Regions from separate parts of the Mus musculus genome. Here region 2 is linked to region 1. Evidence: chromatin contacts called from public Hi-C data. All regions are on one chromosome and are shown on one strand. The core of a region is the stretch at or near the end of the contact, and the rest is flanking DNA. Distances in the headings are between cores, read along the strand shown. Region 1 has its middle 21 kb from the start of Gm31101. Region 2 overlaps Lrrn2 (leucine rich repeat protein 2, neuronal).

What was found. A called contact is a pair of places that touch in the nucleus more often than the background predicts.
Region 2: a contact with region 1 is called in a Hi-C map of cerebral cortex, with 3 times the contacts expected there. The contact joins two enhancer-like sites. A contact is called at or near these places in 4 of 484 Hi-C or Micro-C datasets (cerebral cortex, embryonic stem cells and nephron progenitors), 7 of 115 datasets of contacts at active chromatin or transcription factors (VIP interneurons, embryonic basal ganglia, embryonic forebrain and 3 more) and 1 of 9 other capture datasets (embryonic stem cells).

The regions. Positions count from the first base shown.
Region 1 is chr1:132,764,494-132,768,717 of GRCm38.p6, reverse strand. No RefSeq gene overlaps it. Among named protein-coding and RNA genes, the nearest start is that of Gm31101, 21 kb to the left of the region's middle. Within about 2 kb of position 2,432, at least 73 of the 459 cell types and tissues checked have an H3K27ac peak or open chromatin away from gene starts, as enhancers often do. A contact at or near this core is called in VIP interneurons and cerebral cortex, where this site is marked.
Region 2 is chr1:132,913,766-132,917,989 of GRCm38.p6, reverse strand. All of the region lies in intron 1 of Lrrn2 (leucine rich repeat protein 2, neuronal), which reads right to left. It overlaps Gm31159 (a long non-coding RNA gene), which reads left to right. Exons shown (of 3, transcript XR_878529.3): 1 at 1-2,174; 2 at 2,353-2,422; 3 at 2,748-3,037. Among named protein-coding and RNA genes, the nearest start is that of Gm31159, 14 kb to the left of the region's middle. Within about 2 kb of position 1,924, at least 30 of the 459 cell types and tissues checked have an H3K27ac peak or open chromatin away from gene starts, as enhancers often do. A contact at or near this core is called in VIP interneurons and cerebral cortex, where this site is marked.

The DNA of each region.
Region 1 (4,224 bases), core at 1,183-3,682:
AAGCATGATGCTGGCACCTAACAAGGAGTGTGACACAGAGAAGAAAGGCAGGGTCAAACTCAGCCCTTCCATCAAGGACTTGCTTCCACCATGACTGGCCCCTAAGATGATGTATTGAACCTATGCTGGGGTCAGAGCTCCGTGACCTAATCAACTCTTAGAGACTGTAATGGTTTATATATTCTTGGACCAGGGAGTGGTACCATCTGGAGGTGTGGCCTTGATGGAATAGGTGTGACCTGGTTGGAATAGGTGTGTCACTGTGGGTGTGGGCTTAAAACTCTCACCCCAGTTGCCTGGAAGTCAGTTTTTCACTAGCCCCCTTTGGATGAAGAGGTAGAACTCTCAGCTCTGCCTTCGCCGTGACAGCCTGGATGCTGCCATGCTCCCACCTTGATGATAATGGACTGAACCTCTGAACCTGTAAGCTATCCCCAATTAAATGTTGTTTTTTAATAAGACTTGCCTTGGTCATAGTGTCTGTTCACAGCAGTAAAACCCTGACTAAGACAAAGACCTTGGTCCCAATAGCCAAGGCATTGACAGGCAGCTTCCCATGTGGATTTGGAAGGTATGTCCCAGGTCAGCAAGCAGGCAGGCATTGGATTCAACCTTCCTCCACCTCTTTATTGTCTTAAGGTTTCCTCTATGCCATGGCATTCCCCTACACCTTCAGCCGTCGCCTGAACACCGTCCACCACCACAGTGCTAATCTCCATTGGAAATTTCCTCTACTTAGAAATTACAGTTGACTATAGTATCTAACCACACCTTGGTCTACCCAAGTTAACAGAGTCACCCTCAGATTTGCCTCTGTCTTTCTAAAGACTTTCCAGCTTCTCTTCCAAGTCTCCATATTCGAGTGTGCTGTGTGTTTTCTACACGGATACTTGTGTCTTATTCAAGTGTTTGCTGAACATCTACTGTGGACTCAGACGCTGCCCTAGGTGTTTGCGCAACATTGGTAAATGAAGCAAGGGTCCCTGACCACTGTCTCTTCTGTCATCTGGCTGGTGCTCCGGCACCCATGAGCCTCTTATTTCTGCTTGGTTAGCATAGCAGTGTGTGTGCTCCATTTCCTTGCCTGTGGTGTTTGTGTGGGTATTGCAACATACCCAGTGCTGCCAGCTGCCCAACCAAGCATCCTCTTAGGCAAACATATGCACACAGATCTCTGGAAGCACCAGCCGGCAGAGCCTGCTTGAGACAAATGAGTGCCCCCATGCTTCATGCCACGTCCCGCGTCCCTAGACTCACAGCACATTTTGTGCTCTGGTGACCCTTCCAGGATGCATCTAGCAGCCTGGCTCCGAAGCCCTGAACAATCTCTCCAGCCCTCTAGTGACCTCACTTAAGAGAGCTGGCAGGCATGGAGGAATGGGAATGTAGCTGAGCTACCTGCCCCTGTCTGCAGCCAGCAGCGACCCTGAGGGCAGTGAGCAAGCCAGCACTTGACGATTCTACCTGGTCATAGCACAGTGTACTCGGCATCTGTGTAAACACCATTTCCTCACCTCAAAACTGTTCTGTGGGGGTATGAGTTTGAGGCTAGCTTTGGCTACATAGCAAGACCTTGTCAAGAGGGAGATGCAGGGTGAGGGGTAGAGCAGAGAACGCCATGTGTAGGCAGGAGAGTTAGAAGAACAATCCTTGAGGGTCTACCACATATTATATGACCTTTGCTCTAGGGCTCTGTCCATTGGCTCAGACCCCTCCAAATGAGCTCTTGTTCCCAGTCAGGGTGTCAGATCTTGTGATGTTCCTTTCTGCACACACAGGTTGCCGTACCCCCGACACCATCTTCAAAGCGCTCAGATATCCAGTCTGAGAAAAGGGCCTGGAAGACAGGTCTTGAAGCCTTGTCAATATCTGTGATGTGTGGAGCTCATGGGACCAGGCAGCTTGTCAGGGAATGCACAAATCTGAGAGCCAAGAGCTTGAGTTTGAATCCCAGCTCACTCGTCTATGGCTGTGGATCCACACATGGGCAAATCTCTCCTATGTGGGTTGGGGAAAGGTTGCTATGGGCTCCTGTGGTGAAGGCTGGCACTTGCCTTCTGCTTTGACTATGAAGCTCTGGACACACTTTTTTTTTTTTTTGGAACGGGGCACACAGGCTGGAATCATGGGCCTCTGTGTCAGATAACTATAAACCACGCTGCCATTTCTAGCCCCTGGAATCGCAGAACTGGGCTTTGGCGTGAGCTCAAGTAGCTGCAGACTTCCTTTTTCCACCTGTCCAGAACTCCTACTCCATGTCCCAGTGCCGGCCACTCAGCAGCTGGAGCAGCCAGAACGGAAGCTTACTGACCACATCTTGGAATGCCAACAGCAAAAGGGGGCTGAAACCCTGCTTCTCCCTGCCTCTCTCTGAGCTGGCCTCTGTCCCTCAGTAGCCCTGCCCAGTGCTCGGCACACACATCAGCAGGGCATAAATATTTATGACGTGCAACTAATGCAGTGGCTTACAGGATTCCTGGAGCTTTGAGCGGGCGGGCTCTCTGCACAAGACGCATTTTTACGTGAGGAGGGGTTCCTGGGCAGGAGAGCTGTGTCTGCAAGCAAGAAGGGGGCTCTCAGCCTCTTAGAGCATCCTGGAAGCCTGCCCTTCACTGCAGAGCTGAGTGTTTCCATTTGCAGGGAGGCTTCGCTGGCAGCTGCCACCACGCACTCTGACAATCAATCCATCAGCCTTTGAAGGGAGCTCTTCAGAAGCCCCGCCCCGATGCTACTGGCTGTACACCAACCAGAGAATGGAAAGAATTCCTTAGCCACTCACCCACCTACCCATCTGCAAGCTGACTCCTCAGGAGGTGGGTAGAGCAGAGGGTTCCTAGTCTCACTGTCACAAGGTTCTAGATGGTTCTCGGAACTGAAACCAAGGATGGCTGCCTCTGCCCCCTACCAATGCCCCCCACATTCCCAGCACCTAAGCCCCCAAGGCAAGAAATGCAAATATCAAGCCAACTATGGTGGTGGACATTTGTAATCCTAGCACCCAAGCCAGCTCTGGCTAAACTGAAGTTATATAGTAAGACTCTATCTCATAAAACAAACAAACAAACAAACAAACAAACAAACAAACAAACAAAGGGACCGCAAATATCTCAGACTTCCAACAACAAAGGTTCACACATATCTGAGTCAATCCCTTTCCTTCTGGCTGGCCAGTGTCCTCCCTGGGGCCATCTACTAATAGCCTTTACATGACTTCTCATAGGTCCTGAGGGCGTGGTGAGGCGTAGTGCGCCAAGTCATGAGACACGAGGCTTTCTGCAGAGTGGTCATGGCTCACGCCTCGTGACTCTGCGGAGTGGTCAGGCCTGGGCCTGCAGCAGAGAGTTCCTATCCAGTGGGCCTTTTCCTGGAGGCGTCAGCAGTGGCTAAACCTGACTGGCCATTCAGGACCACGCCCAGCCCAGGCTGGAGAGGAAAATGCTCCTGTAGTGGAAGGGGGGACTTTCAGCTCACCTCCCACCTGTGACCTCCCATTTCCACCCCTCCAGCGCCGGCTCCAAAGCCACTTCCATTCCTAGCACCGTCTGAACCCACACATCCGCTCCTCCAGGATCTAACCCCTTCCCGTTTGCTCCTTTAGCTACTAAACCAGTCTCCTTCCCTTAACCTTACACAGATCCTCTGCTGAGGCGAGTAAGAAAGTGGTAGGGGTATGGGTAGGGGTGGGGGTGGTGAGCACAGAGCTAATCTTTTCCTCCTGGGGGGGGGTGGGGCCCCATGGCCAGCATAAATCTCCTCTACTTTCTCTTAACACCTGGCCAGCTCCTTGTCACTGTGCTAACAACATTGTATTGATTTGCTCACGTGACCGTTTTCTCCCAAAGACCATAAACTCCTTGAGAGCAGAATCTATGTTTTGTTTGTTGTTTTTGAACTCGACTACCCACTGGTGTCCAATAGAGAGCAGGCACTTCATAAGTACAGAGTGAAAGCCTCTCTAAGCTTATAAATTCACAAAAGCAAACGTAAGCTCCAGTTGTTCACACTGTTTCCCAGCAAGGCCAGCGTTGACTGGAGAAGAGAGGTCTGCTTACAGCCTACAGGGGTTTCCAGAGGGCTGCTGCTGCCCCAACTCCAAGCACAAGGCACAAGGTCAGCTGCCCGCCACCCTTCCTGCTGGGGTGTCATTGCCACAGTAGGAGAGGACCCCTGTTCTTGCAACAGGAACAGTGAGTCACTCAGAACCAGTACAGCACAAGGGGGCTG
Region 2 (4,224 bases), core at 675-3,174, 150 kb before region 1:
CAGAGGGGAGACTGAAGATGGACTTCCTGATAAATTCGCCCTACCTCAAAAGCTCCAGGTAATCACAAGCTTTCTGAGTTTGGGAGCCCATGGTGGGAGATTCCAGGCCAGAGCAGGGCTAGGTAAAAATTGTAGGTAGCCTCAGGGTTCAGTTTTGATGAGCTTCTCAGCAGCTGCTCTGTCCCCTATTCTGCTGCCAGCTTGATTCCGGATGCTGGCAAGCCTCTTGCCATAGCCGCAGCTTTTTCAACCTGCTGGAAGCCAGCGGGGCCTGAATGAAGATGACAGGCACTGAGGCAGTTTGCAGACCCTGTGTGGGGCAAGCGCTGGCCTCCTCTACCACACAGGCAGTGATGGAGTGCCTGCCTGCCTCGGTGCCTCATTGCCAGCTCCCCCCCCCGCCCCCCCCGCTGTGACAGCTCCATATCTACCCTGTCACTACGCTGACAGCCTCTAATGATGAAAACAGCCCCAGTGTCATATAAATTCTTCCAGAATCCTAGCAGCTAGGAGGAGATCAGGTTTGGGAAGCTGGGAACCAAATGCATTTCACTGCATGGCAAGAGAGAACACAGCCTCCAAAACATCAAAGACTGGTGTTCAAATCCTGCCCTGGCATCTTTCTAGCTCTATAACCTTGAACAAACGACTTAGCCATTCTGAATGTCAGTTTCTAGATCATGAAACGAGAACGGTACTTCACACTGTTGTCTTAAGCATTAAATAGAATCATCATGACAGAGAATCTGACATAAGAAGGGGGGGGGGGTGTTCAACAAGTGAGGTCTCTTCTCCAGTCTGCATTGGTAGGGACATTAAATTACTATGTTAGGTCTCAAATCTGGGACAAGCAGATGACTGAGGTGCCTATTAACATATCAAATCAGGCACTGCCAGCCAGCTTCCCTCAGCCTCACCAGTACCTGTCCTGGAGATACTCTAGATGGCATACCCCACTGCCTACCCTAAACTCTCCAGCCCAGAGATTGGGCTGGCCCTTTCCCCAACCTTCTCTTCCCTAGTATGTATGTATGTATGTATGTATGTATGTATGTGTGAATATGTATGTATGTATGTTTGTATGTATGTATGTATGTATGTATATATGTGTATGTATGTATGTATGTATATGTATGTATATATGTGTATGTATGTATGTATGTATGTATGTATGTATGTATGTATATTTGTTACACTGAATCTCTTGGCCTCTTGGCTGCTGTTCCTGGTTCCTGCTCTCCAGGCTCCTGGCCTTCTGTCTCTCCTTTCTTTACCCCTAGTTCTTTACAAGGATCCGTTCAGTCTGGTCATGTTCACTCTAGGCTCTTTCAGATGCCTCTGGCTATGTTCTCCTTCATACCTACAACAAATTTTCTCTTTCACTCATCCCTAGGAGAGTTATGTTTTCTGTCTCTGTCTCTCTCTGTGTCTCTCTATTTGTGATCATTCTGGTAGCCCCAGTGAAGTATGAGGCCCTAGTGGGGTGGCCACTTGGTTGTGTGGAAGTGGTAGGCAAAGGTACTCTCCCTGTGCCTGGCTGGAGCCTACCAGTCCTCATGGCTTCCCCACCAAGCTGTCCCTGGAGCCACTCCTCGACATCCCACAGCAGCCATCTGGGCTCCCTTCTGTCTCTCATCTCTTCCCTCTGTCCTCATGAGAGTTGCTAATCTCCTTGGTGACTAGGGCAGATCCTCCTCCATTCCTGCCACCACCTCCGTCCCTGTACTCACAGGCTCTAGATCTCTCCTTTGGGCTTCCAAGTCTTTAAATCTGTCCTTCTGGAGAGTTCTTGTCTGCTCAGGGAGTTCTTAGTTATTTGGCTCTTACCCTCTCCCTTACCATCCGCCCTGCTGCCATAGTGCCGGCCCAACCTTAGCAGGAACTGGTTCCCTAGCAACCTCAGCTGCCTCCCCTAGGCTGAGCTCCTCAGAGCAGGGGCTGGGCACGTGGCCAGTGTTCATCAGTTTGTGTTAGGTGGAACAGATTATGGGGGTACCCTTGATGGAAGCTTCTTGTTAAGGAAACAGTTATCCTCCCACTTGGTTTTTACCAGAGCAAGCCTGGGCCTGTGTGTGGACAAGACATGGGGGCCAGGTCTGCTCGGCTGGAGGCATAGCCACCTGGAGTCTGCAGTTCTCTACTCCATGCCAAGGCAGAGAGCCACCATAGCTCAGGTATCAGCCTTGGCACCTATGCAGCAAAAAGGGAGGAGGGGGATGAGGAAGGGATGAGGGGGATGAGGAAGGGAGGAGGGGGATGAGGAAGGGATGAGGGGGATGAGGAAGGGAGGAGGGGGATGAAGAAGGGATGCACACGCATGAGGACTCACTCACGGTCTCATCTCCCTCTAAGACTGACATCCTGCAGTTACAGATTGATGAAGGAACCAAGGCAACTGACTGGTCAAAAGCCACCTGAGAAGGTACATGGCTAAAACTGGAGCCGGACTGGTCTCGTTCTGAAGTGAGAGTTGGTTTCTAAGATGCTTCCTCCTGCAGAAATTACAACACCGTCTCCCTAGGGGTCAGGGGAAGGCTCACACTGAAAACCTGCATCTGTGTGGTTTGTGTTCCTGCTGTTTCTCTTCCATAGACCACAGATGATAGGCATAAGAATGTATAAATTGATGGGTTGGTAGGTGGATGGGTAGATGGGTTTGACAGTGGGTGGATGGATAGATGGGTTTGCGGGCGGGTAGATGAATGAGTAGGTGATGTGATTGTTAATAGTGATTGTCAACTTGACAGGATCTAGGATCACCACAGAGACAGCTCCTGGGCATCTCTATGAAGGGTTTTCTAGATTAGGCAACTGATGTGAGAAGACTCATCCTAAACATGGGGAACACCATTTCAAGGACTGAGGTACCAGACTTCATAAAAAGGAGAAAGTGAATTGAACCTCAGGTCATTTCTCTTTGCTTCCTGACTCTGGATCCAGTGTAACCAGCTGCCGGAAGCTCCTGTTGCTGTGTCTGTCCCACTATATCAGACTGCATTCTTGAACTGTGAGACAAAGTAAACCCTTCCTCCCTTAACCTGTTCTGTCGGGTGTCTTTGTCACAGTAGGAAGAAAAGTAACTCATACGAGTGCGTGGACAGATAGATGGATGAGTAGATGTATGGATGGATTGGTGGGAGGAGAGATAGATGTACGGTGGGTGGATGGATGGATTCATGGGTGGATAAGTAATGAGTGAACAAATGCATGGATAGATGGGTAAATGTGTGCATGTATGTTTGTATGTGTAAGCATGTATGCTGTATGTATGTGTGCTGGATAGTTTTATGTCAACTTGACACAAGCTAAAGTCATCTGAGAGGAGGGAACTTCAATTAAGAAAATGCCTCTATAAAATCAGGTTGTAGGCAGGCCTGTAGGGCATTTTCCTAATTAGTGATTGATGAAAAGGGGCCCAGCCCACTGTGGGTGGTGCCATCCCTAGGCTGGTCCTGGGCTCTAGAACAAAGCAGGTCAAGTGAGCCATGGGAAGCAAGCCAGGAAGTAGCACCCCTGTATGACCTCTGCATCAGCTCCTGCCTCCAGGTTCCTGCCCTGCTTGGGTTTGTGTCCTGGCTTCCTTCAATGATGAACAGTGCTGTGGAAGTGTAGGCCAGATAAACCCCTTCTTCTCCAAGTTGCTTTGGCCATGATGTTTCATTACAACAGTAGAAACCCAAACTAAGACAAGAATGGATAAGACAGGGTGGATATAGATATGTGGATGGGAGGGTGGGTGACTAGATGGATAGATGGGTGGATGGATAGATGAATGGATGGCTGAATGTGTGGATATATGTGTGGATATATGTACATACATATGTAATGTGGTATGTGTGTGTGTGTGTGTATTGGTTGATTTAATTGCAGGGGAACTGAACAGCATGGCAGCATGTAGGTCCCAACATCAGCTTCTAAGGCATCCTCTACAAGTGGCACCACATGAAGCAGGGGTTGTCCTCTCTACTTACTGACAAGAAGCTCCAGAATGGCTCCTCCTCTGACTTGATCATATCCCTGACCAGTTACTGACTTGTCACCCCACTGTATGTGGCCACCTGTACTACGTGGCCAAAGCCTGCATGCCAAAGTATGGGAGGAAGGCCGGAGGAAGGAATGCGGAGGACATCCTCTGTGGGAGAGAAGAGGAGCACCTCAGACACGGGAGAGAGAGGAAGGGCTGGGACCAATCTGCTTGGCTCCAGCCAGCCTATCTTCCCAGAG